Linked DNA regions of Pan troglodytes: region 1 is linked to region 2. A link is a contact called in public HiChIP or PLAC-seq data. All regions are on one chromosome and are shown on one strand. Each heading gives the region's core, a stretch centred on a gene start, on an enhancer-like site or on the middle of the called end of the contact. The rest is flanking DNA. Distances are from core to core; before and after follow the strand shown. Region 1 holds the start of RRAGA (Ras related GTP binding A). Region 2 holds the start of DENND4C (DENN domain containing 4C).

Region 1 (7,172 bases), core at 846-3,345, 180 kb before region 2:
TGGCATGTGAGGATCCCTTGAGCCGAGGAGGTGGTGGCTGCAATGAGCTATGATCTCACCACTGCACTCCAGCCTGGTTGACAGAGAAAGATCCTGTCTCTAAAAATAAATTTAAAAAAATTTTTTAAAAGAAAAGAAGGCCAGGCGCAGTGGCGCATGCCTGTAACCCCAGCACTTTGGGAAGCTGAGGCGGGCAGATCACTTAAGACCAGCAGTTTGAGACCAGCCTGGCCAACATGGTGAAACCCCCTCTCTACTAAAAATACAAAAATTAGCCAGGCATGGTGGCAGGCATCTGTAATACCAGCTACTCGGGAGGCTGAGCCAGGAGAATGGCTTGAATCTGGGAGGCGGAGGTTGCAGTAAGCCGAGATAGTGCCACTGCACTCCGGCCTAGGCTACTGAGCAAGACTCCATCTCAAAACAAAAACAAAAACAAAAATAAAACTTAGCCAGGCATGGTGGTGGAGGCCTGTAGTCTCAGCTACTTGGAAGGCTGAGGCAGGAGAATCTCTTGAACCCGGGAGGTGGAGGTTGCAGTGAGCCAAGATCGTGCAACTACACTCTAGCATGGGCAACAGAGTGAGACCCTGTTTCCAAAAAAAAAAGAAAAAAAATACATTAGAGGAGACTCCATAAAATGTGATATCCAGACCTTAGGAGTATTCACATGACAGAATAGAGGAAATACATCATCAAACAATTCAAGAACATTGTTTAGAATTCAAGGGCATGGTTTCCAAATTAAAAGACACATTGGAGAGTCCAGTACAATGCAAATTTGGGCTCAACAATGCCAATTATCATTAAGTTTCAGAACACTAGAATAAGAAAATTTCGAATATGTTTTTAGAGAGGAAAGAATAGATCAAAACCAAGAAGCAGGCATCAGACTACTGGCTGCTAAAAGACGATGGAGCAACAGAGCAATGCCTCCAAGACTCTGAGGAAAAATTGTGTCCAACCAATCAAGTGTGAGGGTAAAAACAAAGAAATTTTCAGACATCCAATGTCTTGAAATTTTTACTCTCCTCATACTTTTTATCTGGAAACTATTGGAACATGTGTTCCACCAAATGAGCCAAAAATGAGAAGATGTGAAATCAGGAAAAAGAATACCCAACTCGAAAGAACGGGGAAGGGAAACCCCAGAATGGTGGTGAAAGGCGATCAGATAAGAAGGCTCCAGAAGAGGTATCACCAAGGAGATGAAATTGAATACATTGAGAGGAGATTTTCCACATACTATATTGCATTACGGAATTTCACTCTATGATTTCCATAAACTACAGCAAAGGCCATTTTTGAACTTCTTTTACTGCACACGTTAACAGTAGGAATTAAAATATTTTTTGAATAAATGAAAGAATGGAATACCTGAATTTGTACAGTACACTATACACTTTGATAAGGGCTTTAGGCCAGGCACGGTGGCTCACGCCTATAATCCCATACTTTGGGAGGCCGAGGCAGGTGGCTGGCTTGAGGTCAGGAGTTCCAGACCAGCCTGGCCAACATAGTGAAACCCCGTCTCCACTAAAAATACGAAAATTAGCCGGGCGTGGTGGCAGGTGCCCACAATCCCAGCTATTTGGGGGGCTGAGGCAGGAGAATCGCTTGAACTCAGGAGGCGTAGGTTGCAGTGAGCTGAGATCGCGCCACTGCACTCCAGCCTGGGTAACAGAGTGAGACTCCGTCTCAAAAGAAAAAAAAAGGACTTTAAGGTAGATACAGAGGCTTCAGTATCCTGATGACTCTCATTCATTCTGTATGAACGATACTGGCGACACTGATTCACTCAACTACTTGAAGACCAAGAGCAGAATTATATTATGCTTTGAGAGGGGCACAGGGTAGCCTATTGTTAGGCAAATAGACCGCAGCAAGACTGTCTAAAACCAAATTCCATTTCATCATTTAGTATCTGTGTAACTTGGTCAAGTGACTTAACCTCTCTAACCTTTGATTCCCTAACTTGAAAATAGGGTTATTAATTCACAGGGTTACTGTGAGGATGGAACTAATGCATGGGATTCCACATTATCATTTCCTCGAGCTTTGGAATTCTAATTATAAATTCTAAAGTCTGAGATTACGGAAAAGCAGATGTGAGAAAGAAATTAAAAGCACCCACTGGAAGCCAGGATGTCTCCTAGGAGGGACTTGCTATTACCTAGCTGCGCAGCAACGGGCAATCGCTTGTCTACAAGTCTCACTTTCCGCGCCTGCACAGTCTCCATCTGCCCTGCCCTTGTACTCACTGGGCCGGGCAAGCTGGGGAGGCCTAAGCGGACTGGGAAGTTAGGCTTTCCCTCCACTTCACCAGTCGGCTGCCCCTGCGGAAACCGGCCCGACACACCTCGCTCCTAAAGCCAGTTGCGGTGGCGGTGGTGGTTGGGGCTTTTTTTGGCCACGAGAGGGCAGCATTTCCCCCGGCCAACCACACACGTACCCCTAGCAACCGCAAACCCAGCTGCAACAGAACAAAAGACCGAAGTCCTCGAGCTTCCCTTCCATCTTAGGGCTCACGCCGCCCCGGTTAGGTTTCATTAGAGCAGCGGCTTTTCAAGGCTCGTCGGGCACGGAGGGCGGAGCGAGGGAGCTCTCGCGAGATCGCCGCCGGAAGTGGGTGGTGGCGGGGACGCAGCGGCTCCCTCTCCGGAAAGCGAGCGTAACTCCCGAGCCGTTGCCACTGACAGCCGCGGGCGCTCCCATCTGAGTAAGAGCCAGCCCGTCCGCGGCCTCTCCAGCCCCGGGTTCGCGCTCTCGACTCTCCTGCCTGCCCAGCTGCGCGGCGGAGCGGAGCGAGGCGCGGCCTGCGAGTCCCCGGCAGCCCCCGACCCCTCCCTCGGCGCTGCGTGTAGGCCGCGCCCTCAGGCCCAGTCCGCGGTGCCCCGGCGGGTGATGCCAAATACAGCCATGAAGAAAAAGGTGCTGCTGATGGGGAAGAGCGGGTCGGGGAAGACCAGCATGAGGTCGATAATCTTCGCCAATTACATTGCTCGCGACACCCGGCGCCTGGGGGCCACCATTGACGTGGAGCACTCCCACGTCCGATTCCTAGGGAACCTGGTGCTGAACCTGTGGGACTGTGGCGGTCAGGACACCTTCATGGAAAATTACTTCACCAGCCAGCGAGACAATATCTTCCGTAACGTGGAAGTTTTGATTTACGTGTTTGACGTGGAGAGCCGCGAACTGGAAAAGGACATGCATTATTACCAGTCGTGTCTGGAGGCCATCCTCCAGAACTCTCCTGACGCCAAAATCTTCTGCCTGGTGCACAAAATGGATCTGGTTCAGGAGGATCAGCGTGACCTGATTTTTAAAGAGCGAGAGGAAGACCTGAGGCGTCTGTCTCGCCCGCTGGAGTGTGCTTGTTTTCGAACGTCCATCTGGGATGAGACGCTCTACAAAGCCTGGTCCAGCATCGTCTACCAGCTGATTCCCAACGTTCAGCAGCTGGAGATGAACCTCAGGAATTTTGCCCAAATCATTGAGGCCGATGAAGTTCTGCTGTTCGAAAGAGCTACATTCTTGGTTATTTCCCACTACCAGTGCAAAGAGCAGCGCGACGTCCACCGGTTTGAGAAGATCAGCAACATCATCAAACAGTTCAAGCTGAGCTGCAGTAAATTGGCCGCTTCCTTCCAGAGCATGGAAGTTAGGAATTCCAACTTCGCTGCTTTCATCGACATCTTCACCTCAAATACGTACGTGATGGTGGTCATGTCAGATCCGTCGATCCCTTCTGCGGCCACTCTGATCAACATTCGCAATGCCCGGAAACACTTTGAGAAGCTGGAGAGAGTGGATGGCCCCAAGCACAGTCTCCTTATGCGTTGAATATTGCCAAATGCTCTTTCGGAAAATGCTGAATTGCCTTTTTTGTTTGCATCCTTTATTTTTAATATTCATAATGTCGTGTGCTTAAAAGTGGGCTTTGAAGTGTGTGCTGCTTACTTCTTTCATCTTTCTCCCCGCTTCCCCAGTCTTTAAACATTGGACGCTATTTACTCAGCTACCCAGTAGAGCTTGAAGCTGGCCTTTCTGAGAAGTTGGTATGGTGTAACACTAAAGTAGGTGGTTCGTGTGTGTTCTCATTACCTGGTTATGATAGATATGCACATCAAAGCCTTTACCAGTATCTTCCTGTATTCCGTATCAGATTGCAAAGACGGAATGTTACTATTTTATCAGCAAGGTATTAAAATGCATTTATAAATTCTTCTTGGCTTCATTCATGAATAAACGTGTTAGCAATTTAAAACATGGCCTTATTTGAAATAACTTGAAAGTGCTTACTATGTAAATCTAAAAATTCTGACTGCCCACAAGTATTGCTTGACTGGCAAATTTGATTCTGTGAATTTAGCCCCCAGCACTTTAGTGACGTTTGGTAACAGCTGTAGAAGCGCTTATGCTATGGACTGAAGCTAGACCACCTGAGTTAGTATTCTGGTCCCTTCACTTACTAGCTCTGTGAACATGGGCAAATACTTAATTTCATTACACTTGTTTCCTCATTGGTAAAATGTGGGTCAGAATACTACTTTATAGCCAGGCGTGGTGGCTCACACCTGTAATTCCAGCACTTTGGAAGGCTGAAGTGGGAGGATCACCTGAGATCAGGAGTTCGAGACCAGCCTGGGCAATATAGAGACCCTCTCTCTACAAAAAAAAAATTTTTTTTCATTAGCTAGGCATAGTGGTGCGTGCCTACAGTCCTAGCTACTTGGGAGGCTGAGGAGAGAGGATTGCTTGAGTCCAGGAGGTAGAGGCTGCAGTGAGGCATAATTGTGTCACTGCCCTCCAGTTTGGGTGACAAAGCAAGACCCTATCTCAAAAACAACAATAAAAAACCACTTGATAGGATGTTTAAAAGGATTAAATTCAACATGGTAAGTATTTAGGAATGGTGCCTAGCGCATAGCATACTCTGTTAACTACCATTACTACCTACTGAGCCATTCTTCCCCAAATTACTGGATATGAAACCTATTTGAATATTTGATCCCTTACTAAATGTCAGGTGTTCTTAAGCACTTGTGCATTTATCTTACTGAATCCTCACAACCTATGTGGTAGGTTACTTTGATCGCTATTTTAGCAGATGAGCAAACTATGATCTTATTAAGGTCATACAGCTAAACCCAGGCAATCTGACTACTGACTCTCCTAATCATTACACCCCATTACTTCCATTGAAAAGTTAACCATAAGAGTCATAGCTTTTTATTTATTTTTGGTTTGTTTGTTTGAGACGGAGTCTGCTCTGTTGCCCAGGCTTGAGTGCAATTGCGCTATCTCACTGCAACCTCCGCCTCCCAGGTTCAAGCCATTCTCCTGCCTCAGCCTCCCAAGTAGCTGGGACTACAGGCATGTGCCACCACGCCCAGCTCATTTTTGGTATTTTTTAGTAGAGACGGGGTTTCACCACTTTGGCCAGGCTGGTCTGGAACTCCCGACCTCAAGTGATCCGCCCATCTCAGCCTCCCACAGTGCCGGATTACAGCCATAAGCCACTGCACCCGGCAATTTTTTTTGTTCTTATAACTTGCACAGATCAGCACTGATGGGTCCTAGCTTTTTAAATGTAGATTATTCCTTCATATAATTCCAAATTTACATAGTGGGTAAGCTGAAGCCCAGGAAGCTAAGTGACCTCCTTCAAGGAATAGGGTTTCACTCATTTTGGGCAAGATCACTTTCCCATTTGTATTTCTCTAGAAATTGGATAATACTGAAACAGATTCTTAGATCACCTACTTTTAAGGAAGGATTCTGAGGTTCCTAATTTGGATTGGCAATGTGGTGTAGTAAAATGGACAAACAGATCTAAAATGTCCCATTCCACTTCCAGCAATAGCTGCCTTAAGGATTGTTTGAAAAGAAATCTAAGTATTTTAGAGCAAAGAGACCTGTGATGAACTCTAAGCCTTTCATTTTACACCCGAGGTGCTATCTTTGTATGGACAGTAAACCTAAGTGATAGGGCTTTAGAATTTCTAAGGCTTTATAAAATTATTTAATGTTTATTAAACCCTTTCTAGCAGCAGATGTGGATGACGCTACTCATGAAGAGTAAGAAGCTATTCAGGTGTAATTTATAAAAATTACCTAATTAGGGCCATTGGCAATACATTAGTATAAAGACTCCAGATGTGAAAACTGACAGTATATATATAACCTTAAAAATTCATTTTAAAATACTATATACTGTAAATCTAGTAATTAAAATGGAAGTAACAAAATATGTTGACCTGAATCACTGAACCTCTCAAATTTGTTGATCAGGTTATTAATATAACTTTACATGTGATCATCTTATGATTTGCAGGGGCATAGTTCTTTTTGATATTACATAGGAAATTCCAGAGCCAGATAGTATAAAATATTTATTGAAAACAACAGTATTTAAAACATTTACAGAGAGTCCCATAGAGGATTCTCAAATATTTTAAACTTAGGATGCAGACTGCTATTCACAATGCATAAAGAAAAAGGTGATCTCTAGGGCAACTATGTATCTGCAACATAAAAGAAACATTTACTTCAATGCTTTTACATTGAGGAAAACATCATTAAACGTATTTTAATTTTAGTACTCTCACAGTAGGAAGATAATAGTCTGCTTTTACACAGGTCTCCAGAATTCCTGTTTTTCCTTTAGATAAATTTGACTTCATAGTCAAGAGTCTCATGGTAAAGAAAAGGTATCAAAATACTCGTATTTTTGTTTTCAGTTCAATTTCCCCCAAATGTTAACTTCAGCTATTCTTTATTCCACTTGATGACATTTTTCATGTTTAGCAACATTACATGGTTGTCCTCTTTAAACATTTAAAATAATTAGAACATTTTAGCATTATCTCAGGTTTCAAGCTGATGTATGTCAGTTTATATCCCTTTGTATCTTACAAATAGTGAGTAAAACAAAGTACATTCTATATGTCTGATATTAATGTAATAAGAAATACACTTAGAGTAATAAATTAGCCCTCTTTACCATTTATTCCATGATATAGGAGGCAAACAAAACAATTCCAAAACTTAAATATTGATAAAGATGACACATGGCCTTGGGGTATATGTATGTGTATGAATACATACTCCCAACACACATTTACATAGGTGTATATGTATTTATGCATGTAGGTGTATATTGCTAT
Region 2 (7,512 bases), core at 4,569-7,068:
TTGGCATTCAGCTCCAAACTTCTGATTCCATAAAATACTTAAAAAAGAAGACTTTTTTATTACAGAAAAATTCAAAAAGCCATAAAAAGAAAAGGAACTCTTAAGTACCAATCACCCAACTTCCACGTGTCTAATCTTTTTTACCTACCCCTACCTACTCCCTTCTCTTTCCCGCACTCCTCCCCATCTCCCACGGATTATTTTGAAGCAAATCCTAGACAACATATGAAACACACTCTTAACAAATTTCTCTTCTATCAAAGGTGGTTTATAAATAACAGATGAGATAAAGTCAGTCTTTCCGGCTGGGTGCAGTGGCTCACGCCTGTAATCCTAGCACTTTGGGAGGCCGAGGTGGGTGGATCACGAGGTTAGGAGATCGAGACCTTCCTGGCTAACAGGGTGAAACCCGTCTCTACTAAAAATACAAAAAATTAGCTGGGCGTGGTGGCGGGACCTGTAGTCCCAGCTACTTGGGAGGCTGAGGCAGGAGAATGGTGTGAACCAGGGAGGCGCGGGTTGCAGTGAGCCGAGATCGCGCCACTGCACCCCAGCCTGGGCGACAGCGCGAGACTCTGTCTCAAAAAACAAAAAACAAAAACCAAAAGTCAGTCTTTCCACTTTTCCTACTTTTTCTTACTGCAATTGTAAACACTATCATTATGGTATTAAAATAAGCTTGGATCAGCATTACAGGATGCCAAGTCATATGCTGAATGAATCCAGTCATATTCACTAAAAGAAGAGCTACCATTAATGAGCACTTGTTACCTTCCAGATACTGTTGTATTAGTTATGTGTTGTCGTGTAACAAATTATCCCCAAATTTTGCAGCTGGAAAGAAGCAGCATTTATTACCTCACAGTTTCTTTGACTAAAGAATCCGGGAGTGGCTTAGCTGGGTGATCTGGATCACGGTCTCTCAGGACGCTGCAATCAAGATGTTGGCTGAGGCCATGGTCATCTCAAGGCTCAGTTTGGGGAGGATCCACTTCTAATCAAAATCACAAGGAAACCTGATGGCATGGTACCCAAGAAGATGAGACAAAGAATTTAAGACTGAAGCCACAGTCTTTTATCATTTCATCCTGTTAGAGTTATCATATCAGTTTTGAAGTACTCAGTGTATTAGAAACCAGTAAGTAAGTTCACCCCACACTCAATAGGAGGGGATTACACAAGGATATAAATGGCAGGAGGCAGGAATTGTTGTAAACCATACTGAGAGGCTGCCTATCACATGTGCTGATTATTGATTCCTGAACTGATGTGTTTAATATTTATAGCCTATTGTAAATTAATAAATGATCTTCTTTGTGAATATCATTCTACTTACTTTACAGATGAGGAAAAGTTAAGTAACTTATCCAAGAACAGAGAGAAAGAAAGTGAGAGAAGCATAGACTGATTTATGCCAGGCATTCATCAATTATTATTATTATTATTTTTAACTTTTTTTTTTTTTTTGAGACAGGGTCTAGGTGTCACCCAGACTGGAGTGCAGTGGCACGATCTTGGCTCATTGCAACCTCCGCCTTCCAGGCTCAAGTGATCCTCACACCTCAGCCTTCCAAGTAGCTGGGACTACCGGCATGCACTACCACACCCAGCTAACTTTTTGTATTTTTGGTAGAAATGGGGATTCGCCATGTTGCTCAGGCTGGTCTTGAACTCCTGAGCTCAAGCGATTTTGGCCACCTTGGCTTCCCAAAGTGCTGGGATTACAAGCTTGAGACACCACACCTGGCCCATCAATTAGTTTCTGAGAGACTATAATATATATGAGTTACTCTGCTAGGTCCTAGGCATCCAGAATAAAAACATATAAATACACATATGTGATATATATTACTCCTGCCCTCACAGGGCAATGATTAGAAGTTTTTGAAGCGGGGCTGGGCATGGTGGCTCATGCCTGTAATCCCAGCACTTTGGGAGGCTGAGGCGGGCAGATCACGAGGTCAGGAGTTCAAGACCAGCCTGAACAACATGGTGAAACTCCATCTCTACTAAAAATTACAAAAATTAGCCGGGTGTTGTGGCGCGTGCCTGTAATCCCAGCTATTCAGGAGGCTGAGGAAGGAGAATCGCTTGAACTTGGAAGGCAGAGGTTGCAGTGAACGAAGATCACACCATTGCACTCTGGCCTGGGCGACAGAGCAAGACTCCATCTCAAAAAAAAAAAAAAAAAAAAATCATGTTTTTTTTTTTTTTGAGACAGAGTCCCGCTCTGTCGCCCAGGCCGGAGTACAGTGGTGCAATCTCGGCTCACTGCAACCTCTGCTTACCGGGTTCAAGCGATTCTCCTGCCTCAGCTTCCTGAGTAGCTGGGATTACAAGCGCACACCACCACGCCCGGCTAATTTTTGTATTTTTAGTAGAGATGGTGTTTCGTCATGTTGTCCAGGATGGTCTCAAACTCCTGACCTCAGGTGATCTGCCCGCCTCGGCCTCCCGAAGTGCTGGGATCACAGGTGTGAGCCACCGCGCCCGGCCCCAAAAATATCTTAAGGAAATTTTCAACATTTTCATTCCACTCCTTTGTGTCACAGTTCCACAGAAATCTGCAGTGACCACGCCCAGTCAGAAGGCAGCAAGAAGGAGCTTTCTGCTAGAATGTCTGTGTTCCCCTCTTCGATGAGCTGATTTTTTCCTATGCATTCTTCTATCTACATAGGCCCAACTAAAACTGTGACACTATAATCATTATAACAATTATGTTGATATCGGGCTCTCCGACTCTCCTACTTTTTATACAGTCAAATATTATTATTATTTTTTTGAAACAGGGTCTCGCTCTGTCCATCAGGCTGGAGTGCAGCGGTGAGATCTCGGCTCACTGCAATCTCCGCCTTCTGGGTTCAAGAGATTCTCCTGTCTCAGCCTCCCTAGTAGCTGAGATTACAGGCACCCACCACCATATCTGGCTAATTTTTGTATTTTTAAATAGAGACGGGGTTTCACCACATTGGTCAGGCTGTTCTCAAATTCCCGACCTCCGGTGATCCACCCACTTCAGCCTCCCAAAGTGCTGGGATTACAGGCATGAACCATGGTGCCCAGTCTTTATATTAAAATTTAAAATGAGGCCGGGTGTGGTGGCTCACACCTAGAATCCTAGCACTTTGGGTGGCCGGGAAGCAGGCGGATTGCTTGAACTCAGGAGTTTGAGACCAGCCTGGGCAACGTGGCAAAACACTGTTATCTACCCAAAACAAAAACAAAAACAAAAACAAAAACAAAAACAAAAAATTAGCCGGGTGTGGTTGGTTGCGCACGCCTGTAGTCCCAGCTACTTAGAAGGCTGAAGCAGGAGAAGCGCTTGAGCCTGGGAGGTGGAGGTTGCAGTGAGCCAAGACGATGCCATTGCACTCCAGCCTGTGCAACAGAGCAAGCCTCTGTCTCAAAAAAAAAAAAATATATATATATAAATATATATATAAAATTTCAAATGAACTTATTTCAGTTCTGGGCCCCTAAGCATGCAGTTGGGAAGGTTGCTGAATCAAGAACTTCCAGATCTGAGAACAGTTAACTCACATGAAAAATTAGTCCCAAAACATTCAAGTTCATTCTATGAAATTTTTGGTGGAAAATGGCAGTGAAAAATCTATGGTAAATCTATAGGACGATTAAGATAGTGAGAAAAATTAAAGAAAATCCTAAGCCTTCCATTGCAAAGTGAGAAAAATCAAGTCAAGTGGAAGAGAGATACTGGCCTCATCCGTTTTTCATTTCTGTGGGTGCCATAAAAAAAGAGAGAGAGAGAGAAAAAAAAAACTCTGAATCCCTGAGAGCTAATGAAATGAATGTACCCATTAAGAAATCTTGTCTTGGTTGGGCGCGGTGCCTCATATCTGTAATCCCAGAGTTTTGGGAGGCTGAGGTAAGAGGATTGCTTGAGTTCAGGTGTTCAAGACTAGCCTGGGCAATATAGTGAGACTTTATATCTTCCCCTAACCCCCCCAAAAAATTAGTGGGGTGTGGGTGGGTGGTTGGCACAGGCTTACCATCTCAGCTATTCGGGAGGCTGAGGTGGCAGGAAGTTAAGGCTGCAGTGAACCCTGTTTGTGCCACTGCATTCCAGCCTGGGTGACAGAGGCGGGGACCCTGTGTCCAAAAAAAAGGAGGGGGCGAAGAAATCTTGTCTTTCCTTTTCTAGTTGGGATGAGGAAAAATTAAAAAATATATATGTAAATAAAAAAAAGAAATCTCGTTTATATTGCTTTAAAACTGCTAATTAATTTAGACTTTGGGAAGGAAGGAAAAGAAGCCCACAAGCTAAATTTTGTTTCATTGTTTCTTTTCTTTCTTTTTTTTTTTTTTTTTTCTGAGGCAGAGTTTTGCTCTTGTTGCCCAGGCTGGAGTGCAATGGCGCAATCTCGGCTCTCTGCAACCTCCGCCTCCCAGGTTCAAGCCATTCTCCTGCCTTAGCCTCCCGAGTAGCTGGGATTACAGGCATGCACCACCACGCCCGGCTAATTTTGTATTTTTAGTAGAGACAGTGTTTCTCCATGTTGGTCAGGCTGATCTGGAACTCTCGACCTCAGGTGATCCGCCCGCCTCAGCCTCCCAAAGTGCTGGGATTACAGACGTGAACCACCGCGTCCGGCCCACAAGCTAAATTTTGAAGTATTAGATCCTTTCTTAAATTTTTGCTCTTCGGATTGTCAATGTCAAAGATAGTTTCCAGGGGGACCAAATTGGCCCCAAACTGTTATTAAATAAGCCTTAATTTTATTGCTGCGCATTTCTTCTGAAATCAATTCTGACTGCTTACGTGGTTAGAAAAATAGTTTCTGCTATTGAATATAAAACTCAAATTATCCATGGCTATGCAATAAACTTCGGAAATAAATGGACAGCAGTGCATTTATGACCCAGGTATAATCTCACATTTTTATGCAAAAATACAGATTAAATAAGGAGAGTGTAATTTTCAGGAAAATGATTATTTATGTGGATACTCACCAGATATGCAGAAATCTTACCAGTTCTGATTTTGACCTGCCATGGTATCTGAAGTCATTCGCCTTTTTTTCCCCCCAGAGGTAAAAAAAGTTATCTCTACTTCAAACCATTTCCTTCTTCCTAAATAACTAGTAATTGTTTTTTCATTTACTATGATAACTCAAAAACGTTGTTCAAAAATATCCTGCAAAATTTGCATTATAGAGAAACGACTCTGCAGGCGTCTGTGTCGACAATGAGGCTACACTTAGGAGGCGTGAGGGTACTGACTATGCAAATGAGCGATTTCTCCATTAGGAATTCCCATCCCCAAATCTGGGCCGAAGGAGAGACACCGAGCGCGGCCAGGGACTCACATGGTGCACTGGAGCCAAGGGGTTTCGGGAAGCGCCAGCGCGCCGGTCTCTCTAGAGCCCTCTACTCATGCGTGGGAATTCCAGCTCCCACCCTGGGAAGGAATCTTCACGTATCTCTCGGCACTGTCCTCAGTGACCTTCAGCCACTCGACATCACTTTCCCTGTCTTTGAAAACTCCGAGAGAAGCAGCCGCCACCTGCCTCAGGCCAAGGCAATAAACCCACATCACACCGCCAGTCTGAGCCCTGCAGGAAGGGGTGCACAGCGGCCTCCAGAGCGCTTTCTCCCCAGCTCTGTTTCTGCAGGCTCGGCCGCGCGAACGCTGAGGAGGGGATCGGAGGCCCGCAAGGCTCAGACCCCGCGCCCCGCGGGGGTCGCACTGGGGTCGGGCGGGGGAGGGGAGCGGTGGCTGCACGGCCTCGGCCCTCCCCGGGGGAGGGGCCTGAGCACCGCCCCGCCCCCCTCCTCCCTGCGCCTTCTCCCCCCCCCGCCCTTTTCCACCCGCCCCTGCAGGAGGAAAGGGAGAGGGAGGGGGAAAAGAAAGTGCTGTTTTGTGGAAAGGGGCGGAAGGCGGGGGAGAAAAAGGGAACAGAAACATGGCGGTCAGGTCTTGGGACGGCGGCGCCGCGGGCAGCTCCTAGGCGACGCGCCGCCCGCACTGTCCGACGGCTCACAGCGCGGAGGCACCCGCGCGGGCCAGCGCTCCGGCCACTGCCCCTGGCTGTAGGCGGCGCCCCTCGGAGACCCTGCCCGCGAGGCGGCGCAGGCGCAGACCGGACTGAGGCGGCGGCGGCCGCTGGAGCTAGTCCCCCGCCCTGCCCTGCCGAGCGCGCCCAGGCCGCGAATCCGGTGCTTTCTTGCCCCAGGAAGAAGCCGTGTCGGGGCTGCGCTGACAGAGGAGCAGGCAGCAGGTGAGGCTGCGGCGCGGGGCCTTTGGCGGAGGAAGCCTGCGCCGTGCCCTCGCGGGGCCTGCGCTGCAAGGCTGGGAGGGCGCGGGACAGGTAGAGCCCGGAGGGCTGAGTTCCAAGTGGCTGGCCCGCGGGGGGTCGCCGAGGAGGCGGAGAGTGGCCGCGGCTGGCGTTCGTGGCCTAGTTTCTCCGCGGTTTCCGGGGGCGGGGAGTCCCCGGATCCTGCGGGATGCAGTCGGGGAAAGGCTGCCCCTGAAGAGCCTCCCCGCGTCGCCCGCCGGGCCCATGAGAATCGTTTGCGTACAAGCGGGAGGGGTCTGGGCCCGGGGGACCGCCGGGGCGACGGCCGCTTTGGTGGGGGCCGGGGTGCGGAGGGAGCAGGATCGGGGCTTCCCAGAGGGGGTCGAGGCTGAGAGAGCGGAGAGCTAGAGCCAGGGGTGGCGGGCAGTCTCGAGAGGAGTCGGGGGGCTGAGAAGTGTCGGGGACAACGGTGAGGAGGGGGACCTGGGCAGGTGTCTCTGGTGAATTGAGGACATTTCCTTCTCTGTCTTACGGTGGCCGATCCTCAGGGCTTCTTTGTCGGGGATGACTTTCTAGGAGGGCAGTATCCTTTTAACTCTGGAGTGACTAAACACAAAACCAAGGAATGAAGTCCTAAGGCTGACTCCTGTAAAGAGCTGTGACTTTTTCTGTTTTAAGAATGCTGTCACGTCTTTTTTTTTTCTCCCCTTTTCTGCTTGATAGACCTTTTCCCTCTCGAAGACCGTCTTTTATCTGCACTAATAAGGATTTACCCAGTTTTTAAATAGTACCGCCTCCTTCTCCCCTTATGTATGTTTGTCACACGGGAAAATTTAGGGTAGTTACCGCGGGTACTTGTGCAGATTTGAGGGAAAGTGTCATTTCCAGTAGTGAACCCTCAGCTGTCTCTTTGTGCCTCCGAGATACTGTCAAGCGTTGTAGCCTGAGAAATTGACCCACTGAGCCTGCTTAATTGTGTGCAAACCCGTGTTGAGGCGTTCTTCCTAGGCCCTAATTTACGTAGGAATAGGTTTTCCCTTCCGGTCTGTGTATAATGAGAGGGGAGAACGTTAGTGCTACGGCGCTAAGTTCTGGATAAATACTTGATTTGATGTGATAGTGTGTATTACTCTATCAGAAATGCAGAGCGTTGTATGATTTTTCTGTGTACACGCGATAAGAGCAATATTAGTTGCAAAAGGAAGTTTTCATCTTTGAACATTAAAGGTATCCTTTATTCTTGATCACTATAACA

The links. HiChIP or PLAC-seq counts read pairs in DNA pulled down with a chosen protein or histone mark.
Region 1: an H3K4me3 HiChIP or PLAC-seq map of stem cell-derived excitatory neurons shows a contact between it and region 2, with 2.7 times the contacts expected there. The contact joins the promoter of RRAGA here to the promoter of DENND4C in region 2. A contact is called at or near these places in 1 of 7 Hi-C or Micro-C datasets (stem cell-derived neural progenitor cells) and 1 of 1 datasets of contacts at active chromatin or transcription factors (stem cell-derived excitatory neurons).

Annotation. Positions count from the first base shown.
Region 1 is chr11:96,850,372-96,857,543 of NHGRI_mPanTro3-v2.0_pri, reverse strand. RRAGA (Ras related GTP binding A) reads left to right here and starts at 2,095. Exons shown (of 1, transcript XM_528488.8): 1 at 2,095-4,228. The coding sequence starts at 2,905. The coding sequence ends at 3,846.
Region 2 is chr11:96,674,292-96,681,803 of NHGRI_mPanTro3-v2.0_pri, reverse strand. It overlaps DENND4C (DENN domain containing 4C), which reads left to right and starts at 5,818. Exons shown (of 32, transcript XM_063788705.1): 1 at 5,818-6,239.